Regions from separate parts of the Canis lupus genome. Here region 1 is linked to region 2. The links are chromatin contacts, called in public Hi-C maps. All regions are on one chromosome and are shown on one strand. Each heading gives the region's core, a stretch centred on a gene start, on an enhancer-like site or on the middle of the called end of the contact. The rest is flanking DNA. Distances are from core to core; before and after follow the strand shown. Region 1 holds the start of MRPL1 (39S ribosomal protein L1, mitochondrial). Region 2 overlaps MRPL1 (39S ribosomal protein L1, mitochondrial).

What was found. A called contact is a pair of places that touch in the nucleus more often than the background predicts.
Region 1: a contact with region 2 is called in a Hi-C map of blood, with 3 times the contacts expected there. The contact joins the promoter of MRPL1 here to the enhancer-like site in region 2. A contact is called at or near these places in 2 of 9 Hi-C or Micro-C datasets (both in blood).

What each region holds. Positions count from the first base shown.
Region 1 is chr32:37,889,705-37,893,937 of UU_Cfam_GSD_1.0, forward strand. MRPL1 (39S ribosomal protein L1, mitochondrial) reads right to left here and starts at 2,930. Exons shown (of 9, transcript XM_038582347.1): 1 at 2,631-2,930. It overlaps CNOT6L (CCR4-NOT transcription complex subunit 6-like), which reads left to right and starts at 3,687. Exons shown (of 12, transcript XM_038582352.1): 1 at 3,687-3,768.
Region 2 is chr32:37,854,406-37,858,599 of UU_Cfam_GSD_1.0, forward strand. The region is part of intron 2 of MRPL1 (39S ribosomal protein L1, mitochondrial); the gene reads right to left. Among named protein-coding and RNA genes, the nearest start is that of MRPL1, 36 kb to the right of the region's middle. Within about 2 kb of position 1,571, at least 1 of the 20 cell types and tissues checked has an H3K27ac peak or open chromatin away from gene starts, as enhancers often do. A contact at or near this core is called in blood, where this site is marked.

The sequences.
Region 1 (4,233 bases), core at 1,680-4,179, 37 kb after region 2:
TGACAGAAATAACATGTAGAGATCTGATTTACTCAGATCAAATATTAATTGCTAATTTGGAGAAGACACAGGTGGTCACTAGAACATCAAGTACTTTTTTTTTTTAATTGGGAAGGAATGAACAATTTTGCAACAGTGCAAATAAATATAATTGTTGTTTCAGAAAAAATTGTACCTCACAGTATTGCTATTACCAATTTTGTCAAAAAGGCCTTACTTAAGCCAGAAGCTTTCAATTGGATAAATCACTTTTCTTTAAAGAGAGATTTTTATATTGTGTCATTTTTAATCTTATTAAAATTGAAATGTCTGATGAACATGAAAAATTCCCATGAAATGAGATGTCAAAACAGGTTACCATTTGGTTGCAAACTTTGATCTACTATAAAACTGCTTTTTAAAAATGGCTTAAATGCTAATTTTTTTTAGTGCTAGTGTTTTATTATTAGAATGTCTTTTGAATTGGAATGAGTTTTTAAGTATCAGTGAAGATTTAATTTCTCAGCATCTATACATCGCCAACTATTTGAAAATTATTTCTTTGATCTCTATCTCATAGCAAATGAGAAAAACAACAATCTGTTTTTTGGATAATACAGTTATATTTATTAATATACAAAAGTTTTGCTTTCCTTTTGTTTGGTGAGTCAATACATTTGCTATGGTATAAAGAGAACATTCCTGAGAATAGAGATTATTTAAACTTAACCTGGGGGTGCCTGGGTGGCTCAACGGTTTAGTGCCTACCTTTGGCATGAAGGGCCCAGGGCATGATCCTGGAGTCCTGGGATTGAGTCCCACATTGGGCTCCCTGCATGGAGACTGCTTCTCCCTCTGCCTGTGTCTCTGCCTCTCTCTTTCTCTGTGTCTCTCATGAAGAAATAATAAAAAAAAAACAAACAAAAAACTTAATCTGCATTTGCCTTTTTTTAAATAAACACCTACTGTTCTTAACTCTGAATATCACAATTACAATTATTCAATGGATTGTGATCGTTTACTATACAAAATTTAAAGAGCAACAATGAACATCTCCCACATAAACCTGAGCTTCAGGACCAGCACATCACACCATTTACTATTAGCACTTCCTTATCAGCCACAAAGGCTATCCCTTCTTCCTTCGCCCTAGTCCTTACTCGCTAGTTAGCCTGTGAGAATGACAAGATATATGGCTCAAGTAAAAGGCCAGTGCCATCAGCCTTATCCTCCTGGGTATTGTTGTGACTATTTATTTTGTATTACCTTTCATAATTTCATTTCTGGTTGCTCTGTGAGAATTTCCTGTTTAGAGTCTGTTTCCCCTACAACCATTGTGAGCTACTTAAGAATAGGGACTATATATGCTTATCTTTGTATTTCTGAGGCTAAATACAATGTCTGGAACATAATATCCTTCATAGATCATTATTATATACAAAGAACTACGACTTTATGTATCTATAGGTATTTGAATAAGCTTAAATCTTTGAGGATATGCCATCATCACATTTATATTTTTCAGGTGTTTATTTTCCTATTTTCTTCAACAGTTGGTAGTGTTTCTCCTTGGGGGGTGGGGGGGTGGGGGGGGAAGTGTGTGTCAAGGAGAAATGCTATGGCAAAAGGCCATTCAGGCAGGTTTACCATTCTGGGCTCCAGAAGTGACTTGTTTCTTTGTTGTTTACAAAGTCAGAGAGAACTATTCATATATACCAGTCTAGATTGAAGACAGTTGGGAATGAATGAGTGAGGCTTCTTTTAGGATCAAGGCCATTTTAACACCTATTACAGACGCTGGAACGCGACTGCTACACAGGGAAACAGAAACTTAACGCGGGTGGAAAACAAAGTAGTCCACAGTCCTCCGTCCTAAGGGGCTTCTTTACTCACTTTCTGGTGACAAAAATGAAAGAGGTGCAATTGTCCTTTTGCAATGATGGACTCTTAATATCTGATTAGTTCTGGCTAAATGATGGTGTGTGTGTACCATTCCTTTCCCCAGGAGATGAAGGCCTTTGGCATTCAATAATAAGGCCTAATTAATCGCAACCAACACAACGCGCTTAGTATGCTAAACACTACCCCTGTGTGGGGAAAAATACGCTAATAATCTACCCTTATGCTGCTTGTTTTAGTGCACAAGCCTGGAGCATGCACCGAGGGAGTGTGCAAAAGTGCAATAGCACTACTCTGCCTCTAGAGTCGGTATGTTTTGTTTTGTTTTTTGTTTTTTTGACTACCTACAGGTGGTAAAAAAGCAGAAGCCAACCCACAGAAACATAACTAGACCCGAGAAACTTAAAACGTCAAGGCCACCTTCGCCAAGCGAACATTAATCTTTCTCTACGTTTTGATGTTTTCGCTAAGGGGGCGGGGGGGGGGGAGGGTCACAGCCAAACACACGTAGTTGTACCGCGAGAAGGGAGAATCAGGCGATGAGTAGGACGGGGATGATGGCGGAGCGTCAGAGGTTCCTCAGTTTACCTTTCGCGACACAACTTCCAGGTGTTTTGCGTTGAACCAACCAACCAACCAACCAACCAACCAACCAACCAACAAAAACGCCCCATCGGAGATGTCAGGAAACCTTCTCCTTCCGTCACTTCACCTCACCTCACCTCCCCTCCCCTCACCTCACCTCCCCTCACCTGACGTCTCGTTAGCTCCCGAGCAGCGCTTCCCGCTCAGGCCGCCTCAGGCCTGCGAGCGGCAAACGGCGCCGCGTCCGGCAGGAACACCGGGTGAGGAGGGTTCGCCGGCCTCCTCCGCAGCATGGCTCTGTGGACGTGGACGTGTGACGCCCCGCCAGTCCCCCCAGCTCCGCCGGCCGCTCGAGCCAAGAAAAGAGAGTAAAAAAGCGATAAGGGCAAAGGAGAAGACGGGTGAGCGCCCTGGCAGCCACGCGCGCAGGCGCGCCACGGCCCGCGGCGGGACCGGGGACCGGGGACCGGGGGGCGGGGCCGAGGCGCGGCGCTGGAGCTCCGCCCCCTCCCCGCCCCGCCCCTCCCCTCCCCTCCCTCCCTCCCTCCCTCCTCTCCCCTCCCCCTCCCGCTCGCGCTCCCGCTCGCGCTCGCGCAGGGGAGTGTCTGAGCGCCGCCAGCCCCTCCACGTCAATCAACCCTCCTCCTCCTCCTCCTCCTCCTCCTCCTCCTCCTCCTCCTCCTCGCACTCTCCGCACCTTGTTATTAATCCCAATTCCGACCTCGCGCGGACGCCTCTCCCCGGCCCTCGGGGTTGTGAACGTGGGAGCGGGAGCGAAGGCACCGAAGGCACCGGAGCCTGGCGTCCCCGAGCGGCGGCGGCGGCAGCCTCGGGCCCGGCAGCGGCAGGCGCAGCAGCAAGCCCCGCGGCGGCAGCAGCCCCGGCGCCCGGAGGCCAAGGCCAAGGCCGGGCTCCGCGCCGCCCTCGGAGTAGCAGCCGCGGCGTGGGAGGGAGCTCGCTGCGGCGCTGGGCCGTCGCGTCGGGGGCCGCGGCCGCGGGGCCTCTCCTGGGCGCCCGGGGTCACCGTCCCGCCCCCCGCCCCCCGCCCGCCTGCCCGCTCCCGTCGGCCGCCCTCTCCGCCGCCGCCCCTGCCGTCCCTCAGGCGGCCCGGCCCGGCCCGCCCGCCCCGCGTCCCCTCCGGCCGGTGCCTCTCCCCCCGGCGGGCTGCCTGCATGTCTTTGCTGCCCTCAGCCCCGCCGCCACCGCCGCCGCCGCCTCCCCCGCCGCCGCAGCCCCAGCACCAGCAGCAGCCGCCCCGCCGCCGCCGCCGCCGCCGCCGCCCGGACCCCGGCGCGCTGAATGCAGGTGAGGGGGGGCGCGGGCCCTGCCGGTGGCGGCGGCGGCGCTGCGCGGCGCGGCGCGGCGGGGCGGGCGGGAGCGAGGCCCGCCCGTGGGTGTTTGTGTTTGCGTCTGCGGCCGCGGCCCGGAGGGAAGCATCTGTGGGGCCGGGCGCGCGCGCCGCCGTGTCTCCCCTGCCGCGGGGAAATGGCTGCTGTTGCTCCGCCTGGGCCGGAGGAAGAGAATGAGGTAGAGTGTCTGCGCCTCGGAGGAGGGTCGATGTGGGGGACACGGAAGCGTCCCCGGGAGGTGAGGTGGGAGAGCGACGAGCGTGCGTGAGGCTGTGCGAGGTGAGGCTGTGGCGGGCGGGGAGGCGGCCCGGGGACCCGGGGCCAGTGGGCGTGTGTGGGGCCGGCGCTGGCGGCCCCGGGGTGCGGGGCGGGTTCCGTGTGTCCGGGACCCCCGAGGGGCGCCCCTCCCCCGCCCCCCCGT
Region 2 (4,194 bases), core at 321-2,820:
ACCCATGACCCCGAGATCAAGAGTCACATGTTCTACCGACTGAGCCAGCCAGGCGCCCCTGGAAATGCATATTTTAAACATTTTATAGCTCTAAGAAAAGTAACAATCCAACAAAGCAATTCTCAGGAAAATGTTTTATTTTTATTGAAGAGCGTACCCAACCCACAAAAGTAGGCTGTAAGTAACTGAAAGGATGTGACTCTCTTCCTCTCTTTTGTACCGTGTGGCTTTATTGTTTTTGTAGACTCAGAAGTGAACTGGACATTTTGTTGTTGCACTTTTTTCAGATCCTGTATTTTTTTTTAGATAAGGTTGAACTGAAGCTGAGTTCAAGCCCCAGCCTTAGGAGTTAATAAGCTCTTTCTCTGTCTCCAAACATCTACTTTTTACTACTTCAGGAAATGAGCCCAAGGGTTTTAGGGAATCTTGAGAATTATTTCTTAGTCATTTTATCTGAAAAATATTGAGTCTAAATACTCCAATATTGGGAAGCCTGTGTGGCTTAGTGGTTAAGCGTCTGTCTTTGGCTCAGGGCCTGATACCAGGCTTCCAGGATCGAGTCCCATATCGGACTCCCTGCATGGAGCCTGCTTCTCCCTCTGCCTGTGTCTCTGCCTCTCTCTCTGTCTTTCATGAATAAATAAATACAATCTTTTAAAAAAATTAAATAAATACTCCAATATTCATCCATATACAGTAACATCTCCATCCTTGTCTAAATTATCTTATTCCATCTAACAAAGTTTCTGTTGTTGCAACTGGGTTAGCATTTGTCTTCTTCCCTTAGTAAACAAGTGATAGAGGTAGAAGAGTAGTGGTATGAGAGAGATGGGGAGAGAACGAGACTCAGAGTAGAAGAGCCTTTAATAATCAAGGAGCCAGAGGTTCAGGTCACGCTTTCCTGACATGGCCAACCCTAGCAGGTTATATCCCCACTCAGCGCTGTGGTCTTTCCATCTGAAAATAGGGATGACAACATTTTTGTGGCATGTGATTCTCCATTGCACTTCCTTAGCTTTGGTTACATCTTGTTAAGTTATGCTAAACAACTATGAATAATTGTTAAGGATTAATTTTTAATGGACAAATAAAAGATGCTTCTGGCTCATCTAGGAGAGATGACAGAGCTCTAACCCAAGGAAACAAATCAAAGCAAACATAGATCAAAGAGTTATCCAGGGGTCCAGGGAAGTAATGAGCATCCTAATCCATCAGGAAAAGTAGATTGTATTTAGAAAAATTAATGAATTTCTCCAAAGGTCAAAGGAAAATAGTAATGGCTGGGAATATAAATAAAAATAGATGGGCTCCTAAATAAAATTTATCTTCAACTGTAATAATCCAGGTTCTAAAACAGATTGTACCACCAAAACTGATATAAAGCATGTGATTCTTCAAGAAACCACAAGAACGCATTGCTTTTCTGAACTCTCTCTAGAAGGAGGGCTGCAGAAATTTAGAGAGAGTAAGATGCTCTGGTTCCCAATGCCCCACTATCAGAAGAGACCCAGAACCTTTCGTGAATGACAGCGAGTGGGGATTTTTGCAGTGTTACCACAACTCCCCACTTCTAGGGCACCCAGAATAGAATCAGGAAGTAGCAGCTGTGTAATCGAAGGACTGCACTTAACCCAAGCTGTGTGCATCTCGAGATTCAGATACCTGTCAAGCAGACAGAAGAGTTGCAGGGTGTGTTTGGCTCTAAGGAGCTATTCATGTAAGGGAGGTGAGAGCATTTGAAGGATACAGCACCTATGTGGAAGAGAAGTAATCCTTAGGGCCCTGTTTCTGCCCAGTGCCTTTCAAGCATTACTGTTACAACCTGGGCTGGAAGACACAAGAAAAACATGTAAAAGAGACATTTTGCTGAAACCACTTAGAGCCCCATGAGCATAGGGCTTGTTGTTTATGGGAACCAGATCAAAAGAGGACATGAGAGAAATTCTAGAATGCAGCATGCTACAGTCTGTGACATACTTGGGACACAGATAGCTTTGATGGCTTTGGCACCTTTCTTACACACAAAAACTAACCAAAAGCAGCAGAAGAGGACAAAAAGGGCAGACACAATGCAGTAGCATATGTGTTTGGGACCACTCAATGCGACACTCCCTTATAACAACCAGTGCATTTGTCCAGAGTTCAAGAATACTGGAGGCATAGAGCCAATCATTATTAGTGGGGTCTTAAAGGCTAAGAAATATCAAGGCTATATAGTTCACCATTGGTCTGGAAAACACCAGTGGCATGTAGAGAGCCATCTCAGAATAATGCAAGCAACTATGATTTTTTTTTAATAATAATGTCGCCCACTTATGAGGTTTGTTAGGTCTCATCCAATGTTTGATTTTTCCTAGATTTTCTTTGGCCAAGGTTAGCAGGTTTCTTTCCTTACATCTTTTTATAAAATATCTAATTCCAAATTACAGATTGAAATATGGCACACTGTACCCTGCATCTTGACTTAGTATCAGTTGAATTACAGTTGGCCCTTGAGCAATATGGGGGTTAGAGGTGCCAATCCCCTGTAGAGCCAAAAATCCATGAATAACTCTTCACTCCCCAAAAACTTAACTATTAATAGCCTACTGTTGACTGGAAGCCTTATGGATAACATAAGCAATCGATTAGCAAATATTTTGCAGTTATATGTATTATATACTGTATACTTACAGTAAAGTAAACTAGAGAAAAGAGAATGCCACTAAGAAAATCATATGGAAGAGAAAATACATTTATAATACTATACTGTATTTATTGAAAAAAATTTGCGTATAAGTGGAACCATGCAGTTCAAACCCATGTTGTTTGAGGGTCCATTATAATATGAAATCCTTGTCTAATTTGCTAAATCTTTATTTTTATTATTACTACTTTAATTCTAGTACAGTTAACATACAGTGTTACATTAGTTTTAGATGTACAGTATAGGGAGGCCTGGGTGGCTCAGCAGTTGGGCGTCTGCCTTCAGCTCAGGGCATGATCCTGGGGTCCTGGGATCGAGTCCTACATTGGGCTCCCTGGAGGAACCTGCTTCTCCCTCTGCCTGTGTCTCTGCCTCTCTCAGTGTGTCTCTCATGAATAAATAAATGAAATCTTTATATATATATATATATATATATATACACACACACACACACAGTATAGGGATTCAACAATTCTATGTATTAGTGAGTGCTCATCATGAGAAGTGTGCTCTTAATCCCCTTCACCTATTTAACCCATCCCTCCATCTACCCTCTAGTAACCATCAATTTGTTCTCTGTAGTTAGGAGTCTGGGTTTTTTTGTTTTGTTTTGGTTTGGTTTGGTTTGGTTTGTCTCTTTTTTCTTTGTTCATTTGTTTTGTTTCTTACTAATTTGCTAAATCTTAAAGTTACCTATGACTATTTATCTTAGCCTTTATTCCATGAGAATTAAGTATCTTTCATCATCTATAAAAAGGCATTACCACAATTCATTGCAAAATCTGAATAAATTAAATTCACTGGCTAACCCTCCTTTGTCATTTATGTTACCTCTTTCAAATAATTTAGTAGATTAAAAAGAAACTACTTAGTTTTATGAAACTGTCCTTATCATGGTTGGCATAAATCTACCTGCTACGAAAATATTTCATTATCTTTACCCATTTTTTCCTAACAGATTTTTTTCCCTCCTTGTTATAACCTGGTAAATTACTGGTAATTCCTTATGTTAACAGATCATTGTACTGGTTATACTGCATTTGCCACTGGTTACATTTATTCTTCACTTTTGTCCACCCTGCTAGGTGTACCCTTAGAGACTGACTCCTTTAAACTGCGTCGCCTGGGCTTCCTTGCCTCTGGCTTCTCTCTGGGTTTGGCAGTAGGGAGCTCCAGTGAGAGAGGACAGGAAGAAAGAGAAGAGAAGGTATTGTCCTGCTCCCTCTGGCTGTGGTCCTGGAGGCGGCTGCATTTTGTCGTTGGCCACTGGTTCTTCCCGGCATCTCTCCTTCCACAGCTCTAGCTCTCACCTCATTTCTAATAACCTACGTTTCCCCTTGTCCCTTCAGGCCTGGTGTGGCAGTAGCTCCCTCTCTTTCTCATGTATGTTTATTTCAACATTCCTTGGCAGTGCCCTTAACCCTGCCCGCACCTATGTAAATAGGTCCCCTTTTAAACTCTCTTTGGTTAAACTCTGAATTTGCCATGTTTCCTGCCAGACTTTTGAC